Regions from separate parts of the Mus musculus genome. Here regions 2 and 3 are each linked to region 1. The links are chromatin contacts, called in public HiChIP or PLAC-seq maps. All regions are on one chromosome and are shown on one strand. Each heading gives the region's core, a stretch centred on a gene start, on an enhancer-like site or on the middle of the called end of the contact. The rest is flanking DNA. Distances are from core to core; before and after follow the strand shown. Region 1 holds the start of Iqcc (IQ motif containing C). Region 2 holds the start of Tinagl1 (tubulointerstitial nephritis antigen-like 1). Region 3 holds the start of Hcrtr1 (hypocretin (orexin) receptor 1).

Region 1 (3,166 bases), core at 380-2,879:
ATGTCAATGAAGAAAGAAGAGAAGAATGCCTTGAGACATCCCTAGAACTGAGAACTAGTCTAGCACTAGATACTGGCAACCCTTCCCGCTCTCAGGCAGAGGGAAGGAGGTGGGGGAGGGTTGCAACTATATCCTTTCATGGTTCATGGGCGGCTGAGACCGGAGGAGGTCAGATTTGCCCCATCTAGCCAGATAAGTACCTGCATTTTCCATCTTGGAGACAGAGGTATCTTGGCTGTTTCCCTGGCTGGCTTTCCTGCCCTGCTCAGCCTGCGGCCAGGCGCTGTCATCTCTGCAAAGACTTCCTGGATTTGCTGGGCTCTTTTCTGTCTTCTTCTGCACCATCTCCTCCCAAATGAGCTCTTTTTCAGAGTCTTTATGTGGGGAATGGCTCCATAGTTTCTGCTCTGGGTTTGATATTTTCTCTGCTTTCCAGGACTGATGAGATTTTGCCTTATGAGAATTTGGAAAGGGGTGAGAATTGCAGGGCTAACGCTCTCCCCCCCCCTCCCCCATGTCTAGAAACCATAGTCTAGTGGGCAAGTGGGCAGGATTAGGGATTCGGGTGAGGAAGTGAACCTGCTTTCTCTTCCAATGACTACTGAGGCTTTTGGCAGAAAAAAACAAGTCCAGTCTAAGGGGTAGTATACATCTTTAATGCAAGCATCTGGGGAGGTTGAGGCAGGAAATCCGTTGAGTTCAAGGCCAGCCCGGACTACCTAGTAAGGCTCTGTGTCTACAGACTTTTGGAGCTTGCCGGAGAGATGGCTCAGCAGTTAAAGGAACTCGTTCTTTCAGAGGACCCAGGTTCAGTTCCCAGCACCCATACGGTGGTTCACAGTTGTTAACTCCAGTTCCAGAGGGTCTAATGTCCTCTTTGGACCTCTGGGGGTGCCAGGCTACATACAGTGTACAAACAACAGGCAAAACACCCTCACACATTAAAATAAATCTTCAAAGAGGGAAGACCCACCATTCCCTTGAACCCGATAGCAGGTTCTCCTTTCCTTTCCCCTGCAGTGTCGTACCTCTGGGAGAAATACGGGCTTGGGGATCCAGCCCCCAGTCCACTGAAGAGTGCTGAGGTCACCCTCAATCTCTTGTACAATTGCCTCATACTCGGCTCGAAGGCTCTGGAATTGACGTCGGACCAAGAAGCCTCGGAAGCCGGCCTAATGTAGAGAACAAGTGGAAAAGCTAGCCCTTAACATTTTTGGAAAAACGGTATTTTGGCAAGCACTCTTGATTTTGTCGTTGCCAAGCCCTTGCACATGGTGGGCAAGCACTCGACCTCTGAGCCCAAAAGAGAGAGATCTTTGCATGCTGGGGGCTGCCAGAGGGAACACGGTCATGGGGAAGGGTTAGGCGAGTGTGGTTTGGAGCTCTGGGAGCTGAAGAGAAGATGCTGACCCTCATTCTCTTCCCTAACCCGGCCAGAGCTCCGCATTCTTCAGTGCAGTGCGGGGGCGTGCGAGTAAGATGTTATGTGACAGCATTTCGCCGGAAGGTCCAGCCCCTCACCCCAGGTGCACTCGCAATTCCATCCCGACCTGCAATGTAGACACCTTTCGAAGGAAAAGGTCGGGATCCATCTCCTCGCCAACCGCCCTGCGCTGTGCGTCACTCGCTTGCGTGCGTTTGCGCAGTGAGTCTTCAGACAGCGCCGCTCCTGGGCATGCGCAAACATAGGGCCCCACCCGCGTCTCCAGGGACACACGCTGGGCTTCTCCGTCAGACGCACGCATCCGGGTGCGGCCCCCCTCCCCAACCCTGTGTTTGGCACAGTGAGAACAAGGAGAGCACCGAGTAGTCGCTTTTCTGTTTGTTTAATTCCAACCAGTGCCCCCGACCCCATAGCACCAAGGGGCTTCCGAATCCGTAAAATTCACAGTTTGAAGAGGAGAGTAGCAGAAGAGTTTAGGCGACACCTACGCAGCTGGCTGGTCCTCAGGCTCAGCATTCTCTGCCAAGTGTAGCTTCTGTCTGTGTCAGTCAAGGACTGTGACACTTTGGACCTGTGTATCCACGTCTTCCCACACTGTACAGGTGTGTGTGTGTGTGTTCAGGACCACCACACCAGGGCACAACCACCTAAATAAAGATTAAAATCTGGGGGCTGGTGAGATGGCTCAGTTGGTAAGAGCACCCGACTGCTCTTCCGAAGGTCCGAAGTTCAAATCCCAGCAACCACATGGTGGCTCACAACCACCCGTAATGAGATCTGATGCCCTCTTCTGGTGCGTCTGAAGACAGCTACAGTGTACTTACATATAATAAATAAATAAATAAATCTTTAAAAAAAGATTAAAATCTGAAAGCCAGATGTGGTGGCATATGCCTTTAATTCCAGCACTTGGGAGGCAGAGGCAGGTGGATCTCTGTATCTCTGTGAGTTCAAGGCCAGCCTGCTTTACTCAGAACAGCCAGGGCTACAAAGAGAAACCCTGTTTCGAATCCCAGAATCTCTCTTGCCCCCTAACAGAAAAGGCGGAAAGGGCAGGAGAACAGCAGACAAGCTTTGCTATGTGTCGGTGTCTGCTTCAAAGATTTCCATCATGCTAGGGCTTACACAGTGAGACGGTCTCAAACAAAAAAGATATCACTGTTTGAAACATACTTCTTACATGCATTTTTCTCTCCTCCATGGCCCTGCTCTGTTTGTTTGTTTAATTCTAGCTGTCCTAGAACTCACTATGTAGATCTGGATGACCTCAAAACCCAAGAGCTCCACTTCCGTGCCTCTGCCTTCCAAGTGCTGGGATTAACATTTTGTGTCACCACACCTGATGCATTTTTCCCTTAGAATTTGGGAAATTCTACATTCCTCTTAAGTGGGGCCAGTTTGTTGCCAATTCTGAGTCAGTATGAGAGCTGAAGATGGGAATATTTGTTATGTGTGAATAGAGATAGGAACGAAGAAACTCATCTCCTGCTCCTCATTTCTCCCTCACCCTAGCGGCATGTGAATCCCTAAGGCCCCTTGGAAAGGATACATGGAATTGCTAAGATCTTCCAGCTGTCAACACAGAGAAAAGGTTTATGTCAGGGGACCCAGAACAAACCTGGATGCTCTGGGGAAGGCCTACTGGTGGAGCTTGGGGGAGGGGGGGCTCACAACTCTTGGGTTCATGTACCCAACTTTCCATGGGAGACTTGGGAGCCTGTG
Region 2 (3,166 bases), core at 354-2,853, 560 kb after region 1:
TCCACGGGTTCCCACACAGGGTGCCACACACAAGCTGTTCAAGGACTCCGTTTGGGTCCATGTCGTTTCACCTGGATGCCAGCCATGACATTCCTGGTACCCTTTGTCACTCAAATGAGTTGGGACTTGCCCATGGGCATGGAAGGAGCTTTAGGAAAGAAACTGAAGCCCAGGTAAGGCAAGCAACTCCTTTTAAAAGGCCCAGCATTTTGATATAAAGCAACTAAGGCATGGGTTTTCCTTAGCCCAAAGCCCAGCAGGGTTTGGGATGCGACAGGAAGGACTTCCGTAGTTCTCCTACTGGGACAGGGAAAGGACACGTGCAGGCCATTCTCAGAGGTGCTGAATCCTAAGTGAGGTCTCTGGCTATGACAACCTGGCTGGGCCCTTCGTGCTCTATCAGCCTCAGGATGAGTCAGCAGGTGGGGCTGCCACCTTCCCCATACTGACTGAGAGATAGTGCTGGAGCCTGTCTGCCCTGCCCTAGGGCCTAACAGGACTATTTTTTTTCAGTGTTGCTTGAAAGAGTCAAGTAAGACCACACGAGGGACTTCCAGAGGGGCAGGAAACAGGGTGAGGATTTCTTTTCTACATTTTTCAAAGCCTGGAAATACCCATTATCAGCCTTGTTCCTGAGCCTCGTTGGGACTGGGAGTGACAAGGTGGCCGCTCTGCTGGCCATCTCGGTGCCCACCTTGGACGGGAGGGAAGGGGGGTGGAATCCCGAGGCAGAAGTCCCAGAAGTCGGGGCAGCAGTCAGAGACGGTGCGGTTGCAGAAGAGGTCACAGTAACAGGTGGCTCCCAGGTAGGGCAGGGCACACTCGTCAGCACGGCCTCGACAGCACATGTCCTGCTCTTGGCAGTATCTGCCACCGGCGTCCCGGATGCCCCGCAGGTGCAGCCCTGGCGCCAGCTCCCTGCGCCAACGACTCCGCCGGGCCTCCAGGGCAGCCTGGCCAGCCAGCAGCAGCAAGAGCAGCCCCAGCCAACATCCCCACATGGTGCCTCCTAGACCCGAGGAGAACAGAGGTCAGGGGTCAGAGGTGTTGGCTTCTGGAGACTCCCTAACAAACGTCAAGGGTGGGTCTCCCTTCACACGTCCTGGAGCTTTCCTAGGAGGCTCAGCAAAGCGGGGAACCCTGACTCCCGAGTCTCCGGGAGGGAAAAGACAGCACTAGATGTCAGTCCACTCATGGGACAAGAAGTAGACCCCCCTCCCTGACCTGTTTAGGGACTGTCATGGACAAGGAAATGGGACCTTGACATTTCCAACACGCATTCTCCTCTCCTGCCCTTGGTCCCTCTACCTCTCTGACGCATCTGAGTTGGATTGTTGACTCTGTGTTTCCTCCTTATGCATGCCCCCGCCCTTCTGTCCTTGTGTCCCTCTGACCCTCTGCTCTGCGTCCCTCTGACCCTCTCCTCTGTGCCTCTCTGCCCTGGGTCCTTCTCCCTCAGTGTGCCCCCTCCTCGCTGCTCCTTCTCTCAACACCCTCTACCCTCTGATCAGGGAGAGTCCCTACCTGGTGAGGGGTGTGGGCTGGACCCAGGCTGCCCTGCGCGCCTCCGCCTCCAAGCTCGAGACTGCCAGACCGAGTCAAGTGAGGAGCGCAGGGCGGGACGCTTTTTGTACCGCCCTGCCGGCAGCACCCGCCCCAACCCCGGACTGTGGGAGGGGAGGGCGGGGCCCACTTGTAGGTACCTGGAGTAGCCCTTAGCTCCGAGGGAACGGCTTAAGGACAATGTGTACGCGACTGTCCTCCTTGAGGGATCTCTTGTCAATGGAACCCTCTTCTTAGGGAGCAGAACTGCAACTCACGGAGAAAGAATTGTGGACTGATAGTAGGAAGGACTTTCCCAGCGATTTTACGAAGCTGAAAACGTGAACAGAAGCGGGCGAGGAGGCAGCTACGATCAGAGTTCAGGACTTGATAGGGACCAAGAGCTAGGGGCAAAAATCTCTAACCCCCCCCCCCAACCCGGCCCTCCAGGAAGAAAAATAGCCAGGCACATCCTTGACCCAGTGACCCTGGGCTGGGGGCCACTCCAAGCCACAGCAGCTCCCAGGAATGACAGGAATTCCCAAGGGATGATTCAGGAAGCTGCCTAGGCTCACGGAGCTCCGGGCAGCTCCTCCCCAGGAGGTGGGTGCGGTGCGGAGTCTGAGCTTACCCAGCCGCCCCTTGTGGGGTCTGCCCTCCCCCAGTGATGGGCACCTTGCCCAACACTGCCCCCTCCACCAGGCCCAAGGGCATCCTTCTTGGCCCAAGGTCCCGTGGCGGGCCCCACATCAAGGGCCCTGGCAGCTGGGGCCCCCTGCAGAGCCCCTTTCCGTTTCTGGTCTAACCTTTGCCTTGCCCTCACACAATGGGGCTTCTGTCCCTTGAGGCCTTCCGGCTGTCACTTTGTGCCTCCCCATTGTGCAAGCTCCTTCTTCCAACAGATTGGGCCCAGGGCCAGAGGACTCTCTAGGTGGAGGAAGGACACCACACCTAGACAGTTATCCTAGCCTTCTCTGGGGCAAGCAGGAGCGCGGGGATTCTCTTAGTTCTCCGAGACACCTCCCCTTAGCTGTCACTCTCTGCAGAGAGCAGTCAGTACAAGGGATTCTTGTGACCGAGCTACCCCCTGCTGTGAGGCAAGGGTGGTGAGGCACCAGGGGGTGCGGAAGCACCCAACATACAGACCTATCCATTCGTACTCTGAAAGGATCTGAGAGCACGAAGCCTAAAAGATAAACTGAGGCTCAAGAGAACAGACAAGGTCTGGATGCAGCTTCCTTGATAGAGTGCTTGCTTAGCGTGTACAGAGCCCTGAGTTCGTGTTTAGCATCGTATAAAAACTGTGGGGCTGGTGAGAATGGCTCAGTGGGCAATGGGGCTTGCCACTATACTGACGACCTGAGTTCAGCCTCTGGAATCTAGACGATGGAGAGAGAGAATAGAGTCCACAAAGCCATCCTCATAAGTCTAATGCACACAGACTGTATGTGTGCACGCATGCACATACACACCACACACACACACACACACACACACACACACACACACACACACACTTGTGCTGTAGCACATGTCAGTATTCCCAGCACTCAGGAACTGGAGGCAGAAGGATCAGAAGTTCAGGTGTGTAGCCTGTTCAAAGCCACCTTATGCTATGTGAAAC
Region 3 (3,166 bases), core at 488-2,987, 520 kb after region 1:
CCTACCCAGGGTATTGCCCACCAAGGCTATGAGGAACACAGCCACGTAGGCTGCAATGAGAACCCACTCGTACTGCTTCGGGTAGAGATAATCGCGCCACAGGTATCGGAGGAACTCGTCCTCATAGTCTGGAGGCAGATGGAAGGGTTCCCCACTACTAGTGGGGACTCCAGGCTGGGCCCCAGGAGTGGCCGAGGGTTCCATGAGTTTAGGAGCCACTTCAGCTGAGGAGAGTCCTGGGCTCTGTGGAGAAAGAGAAACTCCCACAAGCCCTCAGCCCACTCCTTTCAAAGGCCCTGGTCTTGCCCTCAGGTCTTTGGGGTCTCAGACCAAACTTCCTGAGGGAGAGGAGGTAGGGAAGAAAGGAAGGAGGGAAGAAAGGAGGGGAGGAAGGAAGGAAGGGAGGAAGGGAGGGAGGGAGAGAGGGAGGGAGGAAGGAAGGAAGGAAGGAAAGAAGGAAGGAAGGAAGGAAGGAAGGAAGGAAGGAAGGAAGGAAGGAAGGAAGGAAAGAAGAGGACATTAGGGACTTTGTCTACCTCCGTCTCTTTATTCTTAGTCATGGGGTGGGAATGGTGGAGCTAGGCACCTTTTACCTCCCTCCTTGAGACTCAGTTTCCCCACCCAGTGGTCCAACAGAGTATTAAAGTTACCTACCTTCCAGAGCCACGATGAAGAGTATTGAGCTCTAAGGTTTGGGAACTACTTCACCCAGAGCCTGGTACACCCAGAAGCTGGCCCTCCAGTCAGTATTCGGTATCATTATTAGCAAGCCCTGTTGTGTGGATGGAGAGACGGGAAGCTGAGAGGTTGAGTCCCTTGTTCAAGGTCACAAAGCCAATCCAGGACAGTCTGAGTCCTCCGGCCACCACAGATTTAGGAAGGAAACCCATCCCCAACGACAAATATTCTTTCTTGAGTCAGTCCTCAAGCCTTTTCCCTTGGCTGGGAAAAGGGTGCAGGGAGATATTAAAGACCTAGGTCCCGCCCACTAGACTTGCCAGATCCTCCTCAGTGAGCGTACACGCGCGGGAACGCACAGACCCGCGAAGAGGAGTGCGGGTAAGCACCTTCCTAGGAGAGACGAAAGGAGGATCCTCACGCCAAGAAACAGGCTTCTCAAGACCCCCCTTGCTAGGTCTCCTGGAGTCCCCGGGGCCGAGATGCTCCCCGACGGCCGCCAGGGGTCGCTGAGCCGGTGCGCAGGCCGCTCTCCATTCATAAATCCGGCCTGGCTCAGGCCGCTCCCTCCTCCCTTGCTCAGACCCCTTCTTCCCTTGGCTGGGTAGGGACGACCCCAGATTGGTGTTAAGAGGATGGACAGTCCTTTCGAGAGCCCTAGGGGAAGGGGCAGAGACATTGGCCTACCGATTTCCCAGCGGGACCTCCCTGCTCCTTAGGGGGTCTGGGAGGATTCCCAGAAGGGGCAGCAAGTGCGCTAAAGGGTACCTCCCGGAGGTGAGCGGAGTGGGGGGTGGCGCAGTCTTCCGGCACCCAGGTCCCCAGAGACTCCAGCCCCCTCCATCACCTGCCGATGCTCTTCTGGAATCCCCAAGTCAGTCCTGGGGGTCGCCCACGCCCCGCACCTGTTGGCTCCCGGCCCCGGGCATCCTCCGTTGCTGGAACCTGGACCTTGCTCGCGGGACTTCGCCTTGGTGCGGAACTGGAGACGCGGCGGGGTAGCCCCCTCCTGAGGCGGCGCTGTCCGCTCAGTGGCTGCGTGGTCCCGGCTCTGGTGCCCGCGGTAGCTCGGGAGGGCTAGGGAGGGCTGCGCGCCGCGGGGAGGGGAGCGGAGCGGGATGCTGGGAGGAGAGGGGAGGGAGCCCCGGCCTGTCTGCACTCGAGGTCACCCAGCTGGAGCCCCGCCTTGTACTTCACGCTTCCATCCACCTCCATTCACGCGTCCACTGGCTCATTCACATCCTTCGCACACTTACGCTCCCGCCACCCGGCATTCAGCACGCACCTGGGGTGGGGAGCGTCGAGGGGCCACAGAGCAGGGGTGGACCCCACCACTACTTGCTGCCTCACCTGACCGATTAGGGTGGTGGCACAGGTGAGTGGCATAAGGGTAAGAGGATGCCGGTGCCGCCTTCAAGCAATCTCAGGACGCGCTGGAGCAGCTGGTGTCCAGAGATGTCAGAAAGCCCTGATCTTTCCCGTTCTCCCTGCCCCAAATCCTTCTTGTTCACATTTACTTTCCCCCTCCTAAAGCACAGACATGAGGTGGAGGCAGAAGAAGGGAAGCTGGAGGCGTTCATTAACTCAATATTTACCAATCTCTGTGGCAAGCAATGAACCTGTAATACGGCCGCCATTTCCACAGGATACTCAATGCATGATCTCATTTAATCCCCGCGTCAGCCTGGGGGAGATAGTTATTACTGTCCCCATTTTACAGATAAGTCCTTGGATACACACAGCTCGGGGCTTTGCCCAAGGTCAGAGGCAGTGCTGAGGTTCGAACCTGTGTTTCACTCTCAGATCTCCCAGAGCCCCTCTAACCCCCAGTTCTGCATAGGATGTAGGCTTCCGGGGAGTAAGGCATTTCCCTATGGTGTCCACAAAGATGGGTGAGACCTAGGGAGCTGAGAGTCACAACAGAGCAGAAGAGCTCACCCAGGACTTCCTAGAACAGCAACACCTGCTCTGAAGCCGGAAGCAGGACCAAGTGGCCCTTGGGTTAACACGGAGGTGTGTGTGTGTGTGTGTGTGTGTGTGTGTGTGTGTGTGTGTGTCTTTAAGGCAGACAACAGCAGGTGCACATGATTGGATCAGGTCTCCTGGGAATCCTAGCAGGTGGGTGGGGACTTTGTCCACCTATCACCTCAAGACAGTGTCGTCCAAGCAAGGGTCCTTTCTCACACATCCCTTCCTTCCTGGGAGTTGTAACCACCATCTTCCCTTTGCAGCCAGACCCTCTTCTAAGGCACTGGAGATGCAAACAGGGGGTCTGTGAGCAGATGACTAGGACATCACCCTTCTGGGTCTGGTGACCTCTATCTACTCTGGAAGAATGGGAGTGGCTGGACCCAAGGCAGAAACTCTGTCCTTGGGTAGTTGTGGCATCTGTATGCAAGAATATAGGCCACAGATCTCTAGGACTCTAAAACTGTCATGTCTGCTCTGAGTGCTGCCTGAGGCAGGGGATGGATGAAGGACTCCAGAG

Evidence for each region. HiChIP or PLAC-seq counts read pairs in DNA pulled down with a chosen protein or histone mark.
Region 2: a contact with region 1 is called in an H3K4me3 HiChIP or PLAC-seq map of bone marrow-derived macrophages, with 3 times the contacts expected there. The contact joins the promoter of Tinagl1 here to the promoter of Iqcc in region 1. A contact is called at or near these places in 1 of 39 promoter capture datasets (the 3T3-L1 cell line) and 3 of 115 datasets of contacts at active chromatin or transcription factors (bone marrow-derived macrophages, microglia and pancreatic cancer cells).
Region 3: an HNF4G HiChIP or PLAC-seq map of pancreatic cancer cells shows a contact between it and region 1. The contact joins the promoter of Hcrtr1 here to the promoter of Iqcc in region 1.

What each region holds. Positions count from the first base shown.
Region 1 is chr4:129,617,464-129,620,629 of GRCm38.p6, forward strand. It overlaps Iqcc (IQ motif containing C), which reads right to left and starts at 1,630. Exons shown (of 5, transcript NM_198026.2): 1 at 1,551-1,630; 2 at 1,029-1,172; 3 at 201-453. The coding sequence starts at 1,592. It overlaps Ccdc28b (coiled coil domain containing 28B), which reads right to left. Exons shown (of 6, transcript NM_025455.2): 5 at 2,994-3,016; 6 at 1,811-1,983. The coding sequence ends at 1,929.
Region 2 is chr4:130,173,199-130,176,364 of GRCm38.p6, forward strand. Tinagl1 (tubulointerstitial nephritis antigen-like 1) reads right to left here and starts at 1,604. Exons shown (of 12, transcript NM_001168333.1): 1 at 1,525-1,604; 2 at 695-1,009. The coding sequence starts at 1,001. Gm52490 (a long non-coding RNA gene) reads left to right here and starts at 124. Exons shown (of 3, transcript XR_003955116.1): 1 at 124-173; 2 at 514-573.
Region 3 is chr4:130,137,425-130,140,590 of GRCm38.p6, forward strand. It overlaps Hcrtr1 (hypocretin (orexin) receptor 1), which reads right to left and starts at 1,738. Exons shown (of 9, transcript NM_198959.2): 1 at 1,584-1,738; 2 at 655-772; 3 at 6-243. The coding sequence starts at 204.